Linked DNA regions of Zea mays: region 2 is linked to region 1. The links are chromatin contacts, called in public Hi-C maps. All regions are on one chromosome and are shown on one strand. Each heading gives the region's core, a stretch centred on a gene start, on an enhancer-like site or on the middle of the called end of the contact. The rest is flanking DNA. Distances are from core to core; before and after follow the strand shown. Region 1 holds the start of LOC100282363 (carboxyl-terminal-processing protease). Region 2 holds the start of LOC100382879.

Region 1 (2,700 bases), core at 115-2,614:
AATAACATCACTAATCTATTGATTGCTATTGTAAAAAAAATATATTGTGTTTATAAACAACACTCAGTACCTATATAAAAATGAACATATTGTAACAAATATGCAATTGAAAAAATTGGAAGGCATTATCGGATACTACATATAATGAGGCGATTCAATTAATTTCGAATCAATTGAAGGGATGTAGAAGGGGCGGGGCGAACCTGATGGACATTAGTGACTGAACTATGTAAAAGAATGGGGGGAACTCGAAAGAATGAGAGGGGAAACGAACCAGGGAAGGAGAACGACGGCGGTGAATCGATGAACAGCGGAGATTACGGCGGTGGAAGAGGTGGGGGGGGTCGTCGATGGCGATCGCAGGAGCGAATGACAGCGACGGGGAGGAACTGATTTTTTTAGGGTTTGTGACTGTTGTCTGTTGTGGGTGGACCCGAGCTGAATTATTAGCTCGGTCGGCCCGCGGGGGAGCGGCGAGGGACTGTGGGTCCACTAGTCAGCGCACAGTCAGGGTGAAGGTTTGGTAACTGCGTGATCATAAGAAGCATAAATAGCTGTGTAAAGTATCGTAAACAGTTTTAAAAAAATAATTAATCAAGCCCCACGCCAAAGTGCGTAATATAATAAATCCCAAAATGATATGTAGTTGTTAACATCGAAGTATACAATCATAAATCTCAAATACTACACCACACCCGACCAAACCGCATCGACGTGTCAATTTATGAAACGGTTGGAGTCATAATATGCAAGTATAAACGCGGCCAACTACAACGCGGGTCGTGACCACTAAGCCGGAATACCCGCGCGGAGCATACGCACACACCGTGTCAGTTACTTGTTTATGCATACGTAATTTGAATGAAACAGATGCATAAATGGTAATGGGGGGTGCGCACGTACGCCCCACCTTCAATCGGTGCATGTGCGCGGTACTCGGACCACCTGCCACGTCGACCCGCGCCCGGCACAACTAAACTGGCAGGGGCTCCCTGCATTAATGGAAGCCCAGGGCTCCTAATACTATAACTATATATATATATATATATATATATTCTCTTGTACGTGTCGTAGCGTTAGGAGGGGCTATGGCCCCTATCGGCCCCCGGCTCCTGACTCCAGAAGTTGATTTATTTTTTTAGGATATAAAGGAGTAACTTCTCGAGTTGGATCTATTCGGGAATCCTGCATGAATTTTTTTCTGAGTTCTATGTTCCTATATTAGTCATAAATATTTTCGAGAAAGTAATGCACTTTTTATTTGCAGAAGTATTTCTCCTCCATCAGTTCTGTAGACCACCACCAACGAATAGTACCCCATATCTGTCTCTCCCACCACCACCCAAACGCCTCGACCCGGACGACCGGAGGCAGATACGTGTGCGACCCTGGACGCGCGAGAAGATCCATCCCTCCACACGGATCTCCTCCTGTCCACCAGGCTACTTAACTGATGAGACGGCACGGCCAAAAGATTCTCGTGGACGTCTCCGGCGCCCAATTGTATAGTAGCCCGCGCGCTCTAGCGAGAAGCTAGCGCGCCATCGCCGCCGGCGTCGTGTCATGGAAATGGTAGAGTGCTCCCTCGTTGCTACACTTGCTCCGCGCCCGCTGCCCGGACAGGTTCGGAAGGCCTTGCCCCGGCCGGCGGCTTTTGGGGCGAGAGCGAGACTCCGGGTGCGGTCCGTGGGCCGAGAGGAGCCTCTGCATCCGCAGCAGACGGCAGTCCGGGCTTCCGGACCGGATCACGGAGGCCGGGCGCTGGGGCAGGCTGCGGTGGGGTTCGCCGCCGCTGCCGTTGTGTCACTAACCGGGTTCTCCGGGGATGTGTCCCCGCTGCCGACGCCGCCTGCCCGGGCCGAGTCGCTCACCGTCGCGTTCCCCGTCTCCAAGGCGCGCGAAGTGAGTTGAGTTCCTGAAGTTTACAATGCCGACGGTGATCGACGACCGCCGCGTTCCCAAGAAAGATGCGGACTTTACACGGTGATTTTGTTTGTTTGGGTTGTTGTCAGGTGAACAGAGTGCAGAGGACGCTGGTGGAGACGTGGGGGCTGATCCGTGAGACCTTTGTTGATCCCACCTTCAACCACCAAGGTACAACTCCAATTTTGGGTGACGGTTCTCTCTAATTAGTGTTTTCAGGTGCTAGCAAATGTTTTCAAGTTGGACGACTTGCTGGTGGTTCTGGCTGACCGACTAGGGTGATTAATCGCGATTAATCACGAATAGTCGGATGACTTGGACGATTAATAGTGATTGGTCCAAACCGACTTGGACGACGCGATTAATCGGACGACTTGAAAACATTGCTAGCTTTGATAGAAATGGAGTGATAGAAGCTAATGTTTGGTTGGTATTGTAACAAGAGTGAAACGGTGGAGGTCACAGCTGTTGCGACACCAAAATCACTATATAAGAAGACAAATGAAATAAGACAAGTTTTTTTCTTCAATGTACTTATTTTGCCAAGTGTCCAGATTGGGATCAGAAACTACAGCAAACCATGGTAGAGATATTTCCACTGAAATCAGCGGATGCTGCCTACAGTAAGATTAGTGGGATGCTGTCCACACTCGGCGACCCATTTACAAGGATCATCAGCCCCAAGGTATGCATGTTTGGGTTGATATTGTCAAGTAATAATGGCTGTTATTACCTGACCTGCACAAAACTAGTATGAGTTGTGACAAGTCTGTGAAT
Region 2 (2,700 bases), core at 59-2,558, 130 kb after region 1:
CGGAGTTTGCTGTGACTCGGTAAAAGCGAAGGTTCTGGAGAATGGGACCCACCTGGCGGGGACAGCGCCGCGCGGAGGCGACGCGAGCAGCTGGCCAGTGCCCCCCGATCGTCAGCGACGTGGGTGTGCGGTCGGAAAAGAGAAAAAAGAAGGGACCGAAGTGGGCCGTGCAGTGAAGGAAGAGAATGGGCTGCCACTGCAGATAAATGGAAGTGGGCGAGGGCGGGGGAGGGAGTCAGCCCAATATCATCTTATTCTTTTCCCTTTCTTTTCTGGCTCCTTTTCTATTTAAATTCCTATTTTAAATTTCTAAATTCAAATTGTATTCAAATCTGAGTTTTAAATTTCAATTAAATTAGATGCACATTCGAAGCATGATGCGAAGTTATATATTTTATTTATATATTAACTGATTATTAATTAGGCAAATGCAACATACACATTATTCATTTCAAGAGTATATTTTGAATGTATTAAAGAATCATATTCAACCCATAATTGTTTTAATGGAGTTTAATCCCTATCAAGGAATTTCTATAAAAATCATATTCATCCCATATTGTATTAAGAGATAGTTTAACTTAATTATTTTAGGGAACATATCTTAAATATATAGTTTAAGAAAGGGTCATTTAATTCAAATAAGAATCTTTTATATAATGTTATTTGAAAACACATTTATTTAGATCACAAAATGAGTTTTCCTACTTTACCCAAAGTAGGATTATGGGGTGTTTATCTGCAACATCCTATGCTCTTCGAAACATTGTTGTTGACAACCTCTCCAAGCATTTACCATTTATTTTGGATCAAGTTGACAATCACCAGAAGAAGCAATATTTGTTGCTCCATTCACTTAAAGAGTTTTATTTCTATTTGAAATTTGATCTTAAAAAGCATTCCCCATCTAACTGCTAGCGTGACAATCTGTTGATCATACTAGCCAGAGTGAGGTACATGATTCAAATGTTGATTGGCTTTGCTCTTCAATCCCTGTGAAAGCGAGGAGTGACACGAAAACATGATAATTTAATGGTGAGGGGCATGTTGGTCTTTCCATCCTAGCTGGTATGTATAATCTTGTCAAATTTGTAGAAGTCAGTGAAGAAATCAAAGACATCTGCGTCATTTTGACGAAGCCAATCGAACCAATTCGTTTTGAGTCCTAAATAATAAAAAAAATCTCCCTTTCCTACGATCGTCTTGTGTTTTCCACTTTCGGGGGTAAACTTGTCATTTTTCGTATCCTGTTTCTGGGAATCATTCCAGGATTTGATACCCCGCGGGTCACGTTTCCGCAAAGGGAAAGCCTCAAAAGGCGACGCGCAAGGGCCGAGGAGAGAAAGGAACCTGAGGAAGGCACACCAGTTTCAAGCAATCCCTAGGCCGTGGCGACGTGCTGGGAAGGATTCAAATCAGGGGCGAAGCCTAGGTGACGGCGCTGTTAGTCGCCTCTAGTAGCTGCGCGACGCGGGCTGGCTTGTCCGATCGGTTTGCCTCGGCCATGTCGACTAAGAAGTAATTTTTCTCTCTTCGGTTTGAATTCGATCCTCTTCTTAGCTGCGTGCGATTTGGAGGCCGGACTGGATCGATGTTAGCGTGCGGTTAAGCCGCGTTGGGGTCTTGGATGGATGAATGTAGTGGTGAGCATTGTATTGAGGCTGACTGAGCTTCCTCTAGGCCTTAGGGTTAGGGTTCGTGATGGTCGCAGCTGATAAAAATTCGTATCTAGTTGGGTGTTTATTTGGGATTAAGTTGGAAGCTAGCTCAATCTGACGTGCTGCTTATGTACCTTCGCTTAAGTACCTGGGTGATGTAAGTTTGATGCAATGCCAGATTTAGGTAGTGGGAGTGTTCTGAGCGTTATGAATGAAGCATGAGCCATTTGGTTGTGTGCCTTGCTGATGCTTGTTAGTTGGGAAGATGGGCTGCATTTGTTTTAGCATTTGGTCTGATCATATTTTGTTTGTGGATCAAGCAGTGGTGTTGATTTAGGGTATGACGCCTATTACCATATATTATTTCATTGTATTGAATTGAATCCAAATAGATCATTCTCGTTTAGTTCCCTATGTTGCTTATTTGATTCTGTAATTGCCTGGCTACACTGCGGGTGATGGATGCGGTTTCCTAGCAGTAACTGAAAAATCAGTTAATATTTACTCTAAACAAATTGGCAAAGGAAAATTTTGATGTTTATCTGTGGAAAGGTGGAAGCAGAGCACTTATTTTCCTATATGTACTGAGAGTAGTTAGCAAAGGTAGGTCATCTTTTACTGTTATGATAATTCAAACTTGTACATGGTTGTCATGGTGCCACGGCGAGTCTCCAGCCGGGCTCCTAGACGCCTAGGCATCCTGTCTAGCAGCAGCCAACAAATATGCAAGTATGCAAATGCAACATATATGAATATATATGATATATCAAATAATACCAAATAAAATATAGTTCCAGCAGACAGCAAGTAGCAAGCAGCTATATGAGTGTGAATAACTGATAAATATGGGCATAGGACATACTGCCCTAAGTCCCCTAAGGGCTAAGGCCTTAGGCCTAATCCCCTAATCAATATCTAAGTTAATCACATTTATGCCGTCCACATCCTCATCACATGCAGTTGCAGCAGCTTCATGGCCATAGTCATCCTCAATAAGTAGATCATCAGGAGCAACAAAGTCAACTTCAGTTTCTTCCTCTTC

The links. A called contact is a pair of places that touch in the nucleus more often than the background predicts.
Region 2: a Hi-C map of leaf shows a contact between it and region 1, with 7 times the contacts expected there. The contact joins the promoter of LOC100382879 here to the promoter of LOC100282363 in region 1. A contact is called at or near these places in 6 of 25 Hi-C or Micro-C datasets (bundle sheath, ear, endosperm and 3 more).

What each region holds. Positions count from the first base shown.
Region 1 is chr9:47,440,469-47,443,168 of Zm-B73-REFERENCE-NAM-5.0, forward strand. It overlaps LOC100282363 (carboxyl-terminal-processing protease), which reads left to right and starts at 1,365. Exons shown (of 12, transcript NM_001155275.2): 1 at 1,365-1,902; 2 at 2,013-2,094; 3 at 2,478-2,608. The coding sequence starts at 1,564.
Region 2 is chr9:47,572,620-47,575,319 of Zm-B73-REFERENCE-NAM-5.0, forward strand. It overlaps LOC100382879, which reads left to right and starts at 1,309. Exons shown (of 7, transcript NM_001175570.1): 1 at 1,309-1,518. The coding sequence starts at 1,505. LOC103638331 (a long non-coding RNA gene) reads right to left here and starts at 106. Exons shown (of 2, transcript XR_558702.4): 1 at 1-106.